Regions from separate parts of the Mus musculus genome. Here regions 2, 3, 4 and 5 are each linked to region 1. A link is a contact called in public HiCAR-type, HiChIP or PLAC-seq and promoter capture Hi-C data. All regions are on one chromosome and are shown on one strand. Each heading gives the region's core, a stretch centred on a gene start, on an enhancer-like site or on the middle of the called end of the contact. The rest is flanking DNA. Distances are from core to core; before and after follow the strand shown.

What was found. Promoter capture Hi-C pulls out the DNA fragments that hold promoters and counts their contacts. HiCAR-type assays count read pairs that join an accessible place to other places. HiChIP or PLAC-seq counts read pairs in DNA pulled down with a chosen protein or histone mark.
Region 2: a HiCAR-type map of astrocytes shows a contact between it and region 1, with 4 times the contacts expected there. The contact joins the enhancer-like site here to the promoter of Rgs17 in region 1. A contact is called at or near these places in 7 of 39 promoter capture datasets (the 3T3-L1 cell line, cranial neural crest, embryonic stem cells and 3 more) and 1 of 115 datasets of contacts at active chromatin or transcription factors (astrocytes).
Region 3: a contact with region 1 is called in an H3K4me3 HiChIP or PLAC-seq map of neural tube, with 9 times the contacts expected there. The contact joins the enhancer-like site here to the promoter of Rgs17 in region 1. A contact is called at or near these places in 5 of 39 promoter capture datasets (the 3T3-L1 cell line, frontonasal cranial neural crest, liver and 1 more) and 2 of 115 datasets of contacts at active chromatin or transcription factors (astrocytes and neural tube).
Region 4: a promoter capture Hi-C map of embryonic stem cells shows a contact between it and region 1, with 3 times the contacts expected there. The contact joins the enhancer-like site here to the promoter of Rgs17 in region 1. A contact is called at or near these places in 6 of 39 promoter capture datasets (the 3T3-L1 cell line, cranial neural crest, embryonic stem cells and 3 more) and 3 of 115 datasets of contacts at active chromatin or transcription factors (astrocytes, embryonic stem cells and forebrain).
Region 5: a promoter capture Hi-C map of hippocampal neurons shows a contact between it and region 1, with 7 times the contacts expected there. The contact joins the promoter of Oprm1 here to the promoter of Rgs17 in region 1. A contact is called at or near these places in 4 of 39 promoter capture datasets (the 3T3-L1 cell line, cranial neural crest, hippocampal neurons and 1 more), 2 of 484 Hi-C or Micro-C datasets (cerebral cortex and cortical neurons) and 5 of 115 datasets of contacts at active chromatin or transcription factors (VIP interneurons, astrocytes, embryonic stem cells and 1 more).

Annotation. Positions count from the first base shown.
Region 1 is chr10:5,921,141-5,923,656 of GRCm38.p6, forward strand. It overlaps Rgs17 (regulator of G-protein signaling 17), which reads right to left and starts at 1,260. Exons shown (of 5, transcript NM_019958.4): 1 at 1,088-1,260.
Region 2 is chr10:6,915,481-6,917,996 of GRCm38.p6, forward strand. The region is part of intron 7 of Ipcef1 (interaction protein for cytohesin exchange factors 1); the gene reads right to left. It also overlaps a transcript of Oprm1 not described here. Among named protein-coding and RNA genes, the nearest start is that of Ipcef1, 64 kb to the right of the region's middle. Within about 2 kb of position 1,256, at least 90 of the 459 cell types and tissues checked have an H3K27ac peak or open chromatin away from gene starts, as enhancers often do. A contact at or near this core is called in astrocytes and hippocampal neurons, where this site is marked.
Region 3 is chr10:6,847,039-6,849,554 of GRCm38.p6, forward strand. All of the region lies in intron 3 of Oprm1 (opioid receptor, mu 1), which reads left to right. Among named protein-coding and RNA genes, the nearest start is that of Oprm1, 60 kb to the left of the region's middle. Within about 2 kb of position 1,258, at least 15 of the 459 cell types and tissues checked have an H3K27ac peak or open chromatin away from gene starts, as enhancers often do. A contact at or near this core is called in neural tube, where this site is marked.
Region 4 is chr10:6,819,594-6,822,109 of GRCm38.p6, forward strand. All of the region lies in intron 1 of Oprm1 (opioid receptor, mu 1), which reads left to right. Among named protein-coding and RNA genes, the nearest start is that of Oprm1, 32 kb to the left of the region's middle. Within about 2 kb of position 1,263, at least 7 of the 459 cell types and tissues checked have an H3K27ac peak or open chromatin away from gene starts, as enhancers often do. A contact at or near this core is called in embryonic stem cells, where this site is marked.
Region 5 is chr10:6,787,315-6,789,830 of GRCm38.p6, forward strand. It overlaps Oprm1 (opioid receptor, mu 1), which reads left to right and starts at 1,256. Exons shown (of 4, transcript NM_001302793.1): 1 at 1,256-1,844. The coding sequence starts at 1,561.

The sequences.
Region 1 (2,516 bases), core at 10-2,509:
GGTCCCCACCCACTGCTCACTGCTCTGTCCTTCCGCCATCCTCAGGTCCTCCGACATTTTCCATTAAGACACAGAGGTAGGATGAAGAGGAAACAACAGGAAAGTGTGTCTGCACCCAGCCTCTGCGGCAGCCAGAGAAAAGAGAGAAGGAGGCAGGCTAGCGAGGAGACAGCTAGAAGCTGTGATCCGTCCATAATCAGGAGAGCCAGATCTCACAGCAAGGGAGTCTGTAATGCACCCAAGCGGGGCAGCGCCTGGGGGCTGGTAGGCGTTCCTGGTCCTCACCCCCTTGGTTGCTGTAAAACAGACCAGGTGCAGAGTACACAAGAACTCGCTTTCTCTGGACTAAAGGGGGTGGGGGAGAAACAAAAGAGACTCTCACCTCTGCACCACACACACACACACACACACACACACACACACACACACACACACACACACACGTACGCGCGCGCGCGCACACACACAGCAGCTGCTCAAGGTATTTGTAAAGACATCACCTGCACCTGAATCTTTATTTTCCCTAAAGGCACCAAAAAATAAAGGGAGAAATGAGACCATCGAGGCAGTCCGCGGCTGAGACCATCTCGATTTATTTTCACCATCGATTCTCTACTAACCAAACAGCTATGAAAAGCCTGGGGACCCCGAACCCCTGAGCGCTCCCCCACCCGCCACCGCAGCACCCTCTCACCTCCTCCAGGTCCCCGAAGGTGCTGAGATTTCTCCCCGCAGAAGCAGGGACACCCGAAGCCGTGACCCGCAGGAGAGCGGTTCAGTCCCTCCACAGAGCCCGGGGACGCGAGTGGACCGGGCCCTGAAGCGGACCACGCGGGATTCAACTTCACGGAGCCGCGGGGCGGTGCTGCCCGCCGAGACCCGCGCGCCCCACTGCTTTATCAGCCAGGGCACAGGCAGCGGGCGCCCCCTCCGCCCTCTCTATCCTACCTCCCCCTCGCCGTGGGGGTGGGGGAGCAAAAGAAGAGAAAAAAAAAATCAAGCCCACCCATCAGTGCAAAGCAGACATTTTCATGTTATTATTTTTATTTTTTTTTATCCTCTCCGGGATTCAGAGGTCGCGTCTTACCGGGTAGACTTAGATGTGGGCGAGAGCTCCGGGGTCCGGGTCCGAGGGTGCTCGAGAGTGGGCTGCTCCGTCCTCTAGCGGAGCAGGCTCCGTGCCATCCGCCCAACTTCAGCACCCGGCGACGGAGAGAGGGAGAGAGGCCAGGATAGAGCAGAGAGGGAGGAGGCTGGGGTGGGCGGGGAGGGAGCGGAGCAGCTTGCAGCGCATGCGTCCGGGAGACAGGCGCAGCCCCTCGCCCCGCGCAGCCGGAGGTGAGGCGTCCTCCCCTCCCGCGGGCGCTCGGATGCGTGAGTCACTGTCGCGTCCCTTCCCGGCGTGCCCGCCCGGCGACAGAGCTCACAGTGTCAGTGTCTCTGTGCCCAGGCGGCTCTGGCGACAGCAGTGGGGGAGGTTCTGCGTTGAGGGTCGGGGTCAGGGGTGCTTCTTGGAGAGAACACACTTTGTGGGAAGGAACCTCCTCCCCCACCCCCCAGTTCACTTTTACCCAAAGCCCATGTATGTTCACCTAGTCCCTGGGACCATGCTTGCAAGCCTCTCAGGCACTCAGGCTCCCTTAGCCTCGGGCTTGCTTCAACCCTCTTGCCTGGGGGATTCAAGAGAAGGTAAAGTTAAGTAAGTTCTAGACTCTGCGTTATTGATGGCTTACCCAGAAATACCCAGGAATCCCTCCAGGCGCTCTCTGGTCTTAGATATGTGTACCCTCTGGGCCACTGGAGCTGGGGTTTTCAGCGAGAGAAACCTAAGGCAGAGCAGGGGTCAAGAACTCTTAGCCTGCCCTTGGTCTTGCAAACTTTATATGCCCCAGTACTACAGGGGAACGCCAGGGCCAAGAAGTGGGAGTGAGTGGGTAGGGGAGCAGGGCGGGGGTCGGGGGGGAGGGTATAGGGACCTTTCGGGATAGCATTTGAAATGTTAATAAAGGAAATATCTAATTAAAAAAAAAAGAAGAACTCTTAGCCCGGTTTGGAAACCTGGGGCCTAAAGCGTCCTTATTGGACCACTTGGCAGTCACAGGAATTGTCAATCTTTCTGCTCACCAGCAGAGCGCAGCTTGGTGGTGAAGGAGCCTAGATGCTTATTGCATGCCAAGTACTAGATTGTGCCTCCTGTGGTTAGGCTGAAGTGTTTCTGAGGGGGAGCGAGGAAAGCAGATATCTTTCTCTTTAGATTTCACATCTGTGGAGATGAGAGAGTTCCCGCGGGAACGACTAGGCTCTTCCCTGACAGCTAATTAGAACTGATTGTTTGTAGATGTCATGACACTCCCCTGCCAGGGGTCCTCCAGTGTGCAAATACTGTTGGCATTCCAGCCCACCTGAGAAAGCCCCACAACTTTCAATTAATATAACTCAGGGTCTTTTTTATTCAGCTACATCTACTGCTTTGGATACTAATACCCTGAAAGTGCACTTTCTTGGAGCCTGTCTAC
Region 2 (2,516 bases), core at 6-2,505, 990 kb after region 1:
GAATGAGGCATAGAATCCCTCCTCTCTCCCTTGTTCCCAATTGTACTTTTACCCTCTTACTTCCTGCCTACCTTTATTCTAGTATAGCCTATGAACTACGACTAAAAGAACTCTTTGGAATCACAGGTCATCGCCTCTATGTCATCACCTCAGTGACAAATGGCCATGAACTATCTGTTGAAACTAATTATGCCTAGTCCACCATTCAACATTGTCCCAGTTTCCCTCTCCCTCCCATTCCCATGCCCTACCCCATGCAGTCTTCCTTAGGTGCGACGGTTTCTACTCTGTGTCCCCACTTTTATAAAGCCTTGGATATCTCCTTTAGTACACACTTTTTTCTTCTTTTTTTACCTTCTTTTCCTTTGTTAACTGTGTCTCATTCCTCCCACTTGCCTCAGTGGATGTGACAATGTTTGGGGGCAGTCACCTTTAGATTTTAGACTTGTGTGTTAGCTTAAAGTATGTGTTAGGACCCTCATCATAATAACAGCAATGCTAAATTTAATTGAAGTCAGCCTTCAATTTAGTTTAGTTTAGTTTTAATCTACTTGTGAATCCTGTATTTCACAACGCTCAGAAACCCACTCTCCAAAGATAGGAGATGAGCACTTAATTAACCCCACCACTTCTTTTGCAGCTATGCTGGGTTGCAAGGCTTGGTGGAGAAGCCCAGAGTTGTGTTAATCTGAAAGCTTCAGTATACAAAGGCAGGAGGAAGCTATTAGCATGCTCTCTCCCTTTCTTCCTCCTTCCTGTAGCTTACACTACAGGGAGAAGTGGGTAGAAGGATATTTAAACTAAGAATCAAATTCTTGCAACCACAATTTTAATTGCACACCAACTGCAAAAAAAAAAAAAAAAAAAAAAAAAAATTTCTTCCATTGTCTAACTAGAAGAAAGGCTATAATACACCCTGTCTGCTTTTCTCAGAACTCGACTATTAACCTTTAAGATTCCTTTCCAGGGTAAAAGCTTCTTTCCCCAGAAAAATGTATCTGGAGACTAGAGTTTAATCTTCTAAAAAAATTAACTCCTTTCATGATGACACTGAAGCTTCAAACTCTGAAGCCTTCAGCACAGTATTTTAGACACTGAAACATCAGAGACTCTTCCTCACATTGAGAAGCTAAGACCATAATTTTTAGCAGTCACACAAAAAAGCTACCTCCTTCTCCAACAGGCAAACATGCATTCACAACACCCGATTTGATTACTCAACAGCAAGTCACAGCAAACACGGGGGAAGTTTGGGCTGCCGTTTCCATGGAGATGACTTGATGTGGTTCAGCTCTTCTGGGAATGAAACCAAATCCCCAACAGCAGGAGAAAATCAGCAGCAAGAATTCTCTAACATATGGCAACTGCTAACAAACCAGTATGGGGAAAATACCTTCATTCTCTTTTCCTCTCTACCAGAAGAAATACCTTCCCAACAAGCTGTTTGAAAAAGCACCTAGATTTTCTTGGTCATTCTCTGTGTAATTCAAAACTGATTACTACGGGGTCTCTTTATTCTTAGATTAAAAGAGCCGCTGTCTCCTAGATTCCTCAGCCCATGAATTCCCAGGGTAGCACTTAGACAGGGACGAGAAATGCATCCTTCCTCCCATAACTCTGCTTATTAATCCTTGAGGGAAACTCAGTCTGCAGGCTTACCTCTTGGGAAAGAATGTAAATGGAATTTTACTATCTCTAGTGCCTTGGAAGACATGATTGTCACAGAGAGGAGAGAGTTATTTCCACATCTTTTTAGAATTATTATTATTGTTGTTCTATTATTATTTTTATTGTACTGTGAGGTTTCTGGGGACACACATGTGCTACAGTATACTTGCAGAGGTCAAAGAACAACTTTTAAAAGTTTATTTTTTTTATTACCTTTAGGATTGTCCAGGTTTAAATTTAGGATGTTAGGCTTGTACATCACAAACTTTACTTACCCACTGAGCCATCCCTTCAACCCCTCTTGTATTTCTCCTTCTAATCAAATGATTACAGTCAGTTCTTACATGGGAAACAATTGCTCCACTTTCCCCATTTTAACGTCTGTGTGTTTCTTTTTTCTTTTCTACATTTATTTTCATTCATTCATTTATTTTTATGAGAGTTTTGTTCAAAGTCTTTGAATCATATTCCACCTCCTCCACCAGAACTCCTCCCAGATGCATGTCCTCATCCCTGCCTTCCTAACTCTGTATCCTTTAAAAACAAACAAACAAAAACCTTCAGTACTAATCTGTGCTGCCCAAATACTCTGTGACGAGTGCAAGACCATATTTTCATCTTGTAAGCACAAAGCTAAAGACCACTTAAAATCTACACTTGAAAATTTCTGTGTCTTTGCCAGAACAACAACAACAAAAACCAATCAATATGTACTGCACACGCTGTATTCAGTGAAAATGGCCCTCTCCAGATGATAGGCACATCCAATGAGAGGCGCGCACAGCACACGCCAGCTCCTCTGCTTTGAACAGCTCATATAGCTTCAGAGAAAGAAGTCTCTTAATTCA
Region 3 (2,516 bases), core at 8-2,507, 930 kb after region 1:
TAAGACAGACAAGCATCATTTCCTAGCTCTTTTGGTGATCTCCACAAAAGAACTTGTCCCACAAAAGCAAGGCTTTCACCCATGAGAGCCATCTTTTCTTCAGAGCATGAGCCTCCTCGCATGATGTCTGGACTGAGCTAGAGATTATCTAAATAAACTCTTCTTTGGTCATCCCAGGCCTCGTGTGGTTCACTGCCTTTCCTTGGGTGTTTTTGAAAGGAGTTGGTCTTTCTCATACTGACCTCTGTATTGGATTCCAGGGGTGTCACATGACTTAAAGAGTAGTGCCTTTCTCCTGGGCAGCTTATGGCCCTAAAATAAGCACATTGTCGGTGTAAGTTCTCTCAGCAAGAATGGTTGTGTGAAGGCTTTGACTTGGCAGAGAGAAGGGCAATTTTATAAACTTAGTAGTTATACTCCTGGGGAGAAAACTCTTTCTATTCAGCATAGAATATGTTGAGAGCAATATTATTATTCACATCTTGAAAATCTTCTCCATGGAATCCTGACCTCAGAGTAATCTTCTCATGTTGGTCACAGGTCCTGGCTAAAACAGAAATCCAGAATAGTCATCCAAAGTCATCCTTGTAATGGGAGGTGAATCTGTCTTGGTAACAGTAGTCACTCTCCTTAAATATAGGGTCTCACGTGAGTGATCTGTGTACCACTGTTGGCACATAAAAGCATAACCTTTGCCTGACCATCCTCAAAATGATGGAAAGCCAACCAACAGCTCACAGCATGTAGCCTACTAATCAAAGCATTTCTATTCTGCCTTCCTTTCCCTACCACTACTAGTTTGTACCATGACATTCTCTCTCTGGGGACATGCTGCCCTGCAGATATTTTTCTAATAGTGATGTAGATCTAGGTTTCCCTGACAGGATCCATAGTATGTCCTCCCAGGTGGCAACTATGGACACTTGTTAAATTTTACCTGTGTCTCATCAGCCTCCATACATTCTCCCAACTCACTTTTATCTAGAGGTAGGACAGAGGTTACCCATTGCCTCCTCAGACACCGCATTTCTACCAGCCACAGAAAATGTCCAGATGCGCCTGAGCGCAGGCTTGAACTTCTGCCTTTTCTCCATGGTAAAAGCTCCTTGTCCAGCTTGACATGCTGAATTTCATACCACCTAGGTGCTGAATCCCAACTTCTTAGAAAATAACAAAAAGTAACAAGGCTCCAAAGGAGATGACTAAGCAAGCAGGTGGCATCCTGAGCTAACTCTACAGATTGTAGGAGGAAAATAAAAAGATTCAGTTCATTGCCGTGCAGCAAACCACAGACCTTGCGCATGCTGGAGCTGCTTCCTCTAAGCCATGAATCCCACGGGGTAATGCAAAGACCAGATGGCATCTACACATTGTGGGTTCTGTCACAGTTCACAGATCCAAAGCCAAAGTCTCAGCACATGAGGGACCAATAACCAAGCCTCCTCCAAGAGCAAGCACTGACATCGTGGTCAGCTTTGTACTTGCCCTGGGCCTCTCCGCTGCCAGTGTGACAAATCACAGGAACTGTCAGCTCTAGAGAAGACTGTATTCTGGCACAATCAGCATGATTGTTCAGCGACTTCTGGTCCAAGGCAGCCTGCTCCTCCTGATGATGACATCAATCTGATCTGGTCTTTGTTTAGCAAATACATCCTGGCATGACATTGACCGGTTGTAAAATACAGTGTGTGTGAGTGTGTGTGCACACATGCATGTGTATATTTATATGTGAGAAATAAGATAAGGAGAGAGAGCCAGTGGGGTAACTTAGCGGGTAAACCTCTGCAGACAATAAATAAGAATCTTTTGTACCATTCAATTCTTGGACCTTTCCTGACATTTGAAACTTACTCAACTACATTAATTTTGGGGTGGGGGGGAGAATAACCCTTTATTCTTACCAGGCAAACACCTTCATACCTCACTAGTTTCAATAACTAGAAGAGCAACAAGTGACCTCATTGTAAGACATGCCATTCTCTTAATCCTCTTAGCTTATTTGAGAACTGCCACACCACATTCCTGGGCAGAATTCATGTTACTGCTCAGTGGGCACGCTTCACAGTGGGAGGTTAATGGAATGCACTTACTCCATATCCACTACTTGGGAGGAAAACAGAAAGAATTTTTTAGAATTGGGTGCAAAAGAAATTGTTTTCGTTCTGTTTCTTTTTGATATTTTGGTTTATTCATTATCGAGTTAGCTGGACAGGAAGGATGAAACAAGAGAAAGAATTTTATTTAAAATATATTTTCTAAGGCCTAGTGTAGTGGTATATTTCTGCAATCTTAGTGCTCAAAAAGCTGAGACAGGAGGATCTCAAATTTAAGCTCACCTTGGTCTACTGAGTAAAATCCTATCTAAAGAAAAAATAATTTTCATCTTTATAGTGAATATTATATACAAAAACATATTTATGATGACCCACATTCTGAGTACCTAACAAAAGTCTTCTCTGACTAATTTTTTTTTTTTGACGTGACATGCAGTTGAGATTTGACAGTCTCCCATTTTT
Region 4 (2,516 bases), core at 13-2,512, 900 kb after region 1:
CTATACCAGTACTGCACAGTTTTTTTTTGTTTTTTTTTTTTGTTGTTGTTTTTTTATCACAATTGGTCTCTAGTATAGCTTTACTTCAGGCATGGTGATTCCACCAGAGATTCTTTTATCGTTGAGAAGAATGTTTGCTATCCTAGGTTTTTTTGTTATTCCAGATGAATTTGCCCTTTATAATTCGTTGAAGAATTGAGTTGGAATTTTGATGGGGATTGCATTGGATCTGTAGATTGCTTTCAGCAAGATAGTCATTTTGACTATATTAATCCTGCCAATCCATGAGCATGGGAGATCTTTCCATCTTCTGAGATCTTTAATTTCTTTCTTAAGAGACTTGAAGTTCTTATCATACAGATTTTTCACTTCCTTAGTTAGAGTCACACCAAGGTATTTTATATTATTTGTGACTATTGTGAAGGGTGTTGTTTCCCTAATTTCTTTCTCAGTCTGTTTATCATTTGTGTAGAAAAAGGCTATTGATTTATTTGTGTTAATTTTATATCCAGATACTGCAGTAAAGCTATTTATCAGGTTTAGTGGTTCTCTGGTGGAATTTTTGGAGTCACTTTATATACTATCATATCATCTGCAAAAAGTGATATTTTAACTTCTTCCTTTCCAATTTGTATCCTCTTGATCTCCTTTTGTTGTCGAATTGCTCTGTCTAGGACTTCTCTATTACTATATTGAATAGGTAGGGAGAAAGTGGGCAGCCTTGTCTAGTCCCTGATTTTAGTGGGATTACTTCCAGCTTCTCTCCATTTACTTTGATGTTGGCTACTGGTTTGCTGTGGATTGCTTTTATTATTTTTAGATAAGGGCCTTGAATTCCTGATCTTTCCAAGACTTTTGTCATGTGCCACAGACTATCCCCTTTTTGGGGTCTCCTATCTATGTGGAATGGATCTCTGGTGGCAAGTGGGCAAAGGAGTTGGCGAATGACAAACAAATACGACACAAGAGAATGTATTGTATCTGAGTGTAATTTGTCAAATCGAGCAACAAACTTCTTATACAGAGGAGTAACAAGAAACCAGGTAAACAGAACACATCTGCTATGTTACAGTGACACAATACAAAAGGAATGTATACATCAAAAGATGGCAGGGGACCAGGCTGTGTTTACCACTAAGGGAGCCAGTCTATTGTTAAGCCCACCACCAGGGGTTCTTAGTAAATGCCTGATTTATGCTGTTTCGTTGGGCCTAGTGAAGAAACCTGTCTCAGAGGGATTGCCTAACTTTTTCATGATAAACCAACCTATTCCCTGGGCCATTGTGTATTCTCTTGTTAGGGTAAGACTCAGCTACTGTCCTAAGTAATCACTCTGCAGACTAGCCCTGAGCTATTATAGCTCTGTTCTTTGTAATGCCTAATTAGTTTCATCTGCTCTACTAGATGTAAATTTGAATGTTACTGAATAGGTAACCTTCTCACTGAATTCCTTCTGAATTCCAAGCTCATTGGCTTCAATGATTTTCTAGGAAGTTGGAACACTGGTGGAGGCTCACCTATGTCAGAATTCAATCTTTAAAGGCACTTATAATAAAAAAAAAACTGAAAAAGAGCATACACCATACTAATTCGGGGATAGGGTATGAGTATACAGGTTATGAGAATACCAAGGCCCCAGGAGGCTGAGTTTTCTTGAAACTCTTTGCCTCGTGAGTGCTTCCATGCCTCTCAGCCTGTCCAGCAGGCTTCACTGGAGTGGGCTTAGCATTCATGATGGATGATCATTTTGATGTGTTCTTGGATTCAGTTTGCAAGGATTTTATTGAATATTTTTGCATTGGTATTCATAAGGGAAATTGGTCTGAAGTTCTCTATCTTGTTGGGTCTTTATATGGTTTAGGTATCAGAGTAATTGTGGCTTCATAGAGTGAATTGGGTAGAGTACCTTCTGTTTCTATTTTGTGGAATAGTTTGAGAAGAATTGGAATTGGGTCTTCTTTGAAGGTCTGATAGAACTCTGCACTAAACCCATCTGGTCCTGGGCTTTTTTGGGTTGGGAGACTATTAATGACTGCTTCTATATCTTTAGGGGATATAGGACCTTTAGGTCATTAATCTGATCCTGACTTAACTTTGGCACCTGGTATCTGTCTAGAAATTTGTCCATTTCATCCAAGTTCTCCAGTTTTGTTGAGTATAGCCTTTTGTAGAAGGATCTGATGGTGTTTTGGGTTTCCTCAGGATCTGTTATGTCTCCCTTTTCATTTCTGATTTTGTTAATTAGGATGCTCTCCCTGTGCCCTCTCTGGCTAAGGGTTTATCTATCTTGTTGATTTTCTCAAAGAACCAGCTCCTGGTTTTGTTGATTCGTTGAATAGTTCCTTTTGTTTCGCTTGGTTGATTTTGCCCCTGAGTTTGATTATTTCCTGCCCTTTACTCCTCTTGGGTGAATTTGCTTCCTTTTGTTCTAGAGCTTTTAGGTGTGCTGTCAAGCTATTAGAGTATGCTCTCCCTACTTTCTTTTTGGAGGCACTCAGAGCTATGAGTTTTCCTCT
Region 5 (2,516 bases), core at 6-2,505, 870 kb after region 1:
ACTGACACACTTATTCCGAAGAGAATATATTTAAAGGTATTTTAGCAGCCTCTAGAAAACCTTATCTACATTACTGCTGAAATGACACCCTTTAACGCAAAAGGGGACAAATAATACTGAACGTTGGCCAAAAGTCTACAATAGTTGAGCTGTGTGTTATCTTTTTTTCAGAATGATTGCTTAAAAGTAAAAATATATGTTCCTTCTAAGCTTGCTTCCCCACAGTCTGTGAGAATTCAGTTAAACTTTCTACAACCAAATGGGAGCGGGGACATTTATTTCCAGTATTTATAGTTAAAACTATGGGTATGCGCATGGCATGCATATGCATACACAGTGTTGAGACGAAACCACACTACTGCTGAATTTACGATTGTATTCCTTCAGAAGCACTTGTGAACTTAGACATGAGATCTAACATTTTTTAAATGCATTCTTGCTCCTCAAGGATCTTGCTTAAGGCCATTTCACACTCAAAAGAGCTGTGGAGTTTCTTTTGGATTCTCTATAGTGGGAAGAAAAAACATTTCTGCTTGATTCAGTAACCTGCTCCCCAGAAGCTCGGGAGAGTGGAGGCAGTGCGAAAGCTTAGGATAAATCTTCCTAAGCAGGTCCAGGAGAGTAGACCTGGCATGGGTAGTGGGTTCCTTATTTACAGGTTATCACCCCTCCTCCCTCACATCTCTAATGTGTTCTTATGCTTCTTCTTCACTAGGAAAAAAATCAGATGCAAATAGACCTTCTAACCTAAGAGAAATTGAAGGAGTGGGGGCACATGAAACAGGCTTCTTTCACAAAAATTTTCTCTTTTAGAAAAAGACAATTGTTTCTTTGAACAGGTTTGTGGGGTTGATTTTTTGAGGAACTAAAGGGGTTTTTTGTTTTGTTTTGTTTTGGTTTGTTTGTTTGTTTTCCCTCAGATATGGGGATGTGGGTAAAGGACAACATTAATAACCCTCCAGTCCTAATTAATTGCATATGGTTAGTTGAGTCGGAAGAGTGTTGAGGTATAAGGGTCATTGAGATTTTAACAGACCAACGACTTTCCTGGCTGATGCAAACAACCTAATGCATGGTTGTTACAAAGAAACTTAGAGTCTCTCTTCCCACCCTCTCTGCAGCATCCCCGCTTCTGCTCCCCCCCCCCCTACCCCAATTTACACTCCTTTACACGGAAGTGCATAGAGACTGAGGAGGCTGATTCTGAGTTGCTTTGCGCACAATCCACTCCTTCTCTCTCCTCCCTCCCCTCTAGCCTCTGGATCCCTCACAGCCCATGCTCCCTCCCTTCCACTCAGAGAGTGGCGCTTTGGGGATGCTAAGGATGCGCCTCCGTGTACTTCTAAGGTGGGAGGGGGCTACAAGCAGAGGAGAATATCGGACGCTCAGACGTTCCATTCTGCCTGCCGCTCTTCTCTGGTTCCACTAGGGCTTGTCCTTGTAAGAAACTGACGGAGCCTAGGGCAGCTGTGAGAGGAAGAGGCTGGGGCGCCTGGAACCCGAACACTCTTGAGTGCTCTCAGTTACAGCCTACCGAGTCCGCAGCAAGCATTCAGAACCATGGACAGCAGCGCCGGCCCAGGGAACATCAGCGACTGCTCTGACCCCTTAGCTCCTGCAAGTTGCTCCCCAGCACCTGGCTCCTGGCTCAACTTGTCCCACGTTGATGGCAACCAGTCCGACCCATGCGGTCCTAACCGCACGGGGCTTGGCGGGAGCCACAGCCTGTGCCCTCAGACCGGCAGCCCTTCCATGGTCACAGCCATCACCATCATGGCCCTCTATTCTATCGTGTGTGTAGTGGGCCTCTTTGGAAACTTCCTGGTCATGTATGTGATTGTAAGGTAAGGCATGTTCTGAATACCTAGTTCCGCAGGGGGGAGGGGACAAAGCTCCCCCATGAGTGACAGAGGAGAAGTAAACAGGGTACAAAGAGGGGGTGGTTTGAATAGAGTATTTGCTGTTTGTGTGTGAGCTTTTACTTTTCTGGGTTTTGTTGGTTGGTTGGTTTTATTTTTCTCCCTCTCCTTGAAAAAGCAGTGTTCAAGATTCCAAAGACAAGACATTTCTTTGGCCAAAACTATTAAGATGTGGTGGTGGGAGGCTCCATCTTGGATCCCCTTTTTATTCTAAGCCAAGAGGGTCTTTGAAGCATGTTTTGCAGTCAATCCTCCCTCTGGATGAGCTGTAAGAATAGGAAATTGTAAACAGTGAGGAGGGGAACCTTGTTTGCTTCTCCTAACTGAAAGACAGAGGCTTCACAGTAAGTTAAAGAGATAAACTCGATAACTTTTTTAGACCTGCTGGTTTAGGCTAGACTACAGTCCCACCACTTCTATATTCTGGGAGCCTTTATCTTACTCTTCTTCCATCCTGAGGCTGCCCCAGGTGGAGGAAGCTTTCCTGCCATCTCTCCTGGGCAGGGTAGCTTAAAGGTAGCAAGTAAGCTGTTGTGATGTTTAGCCCAGTACAGTACTTTCTTCCTGCAGTTCTGCTGAGGGAGTTCCAAGTGGGAT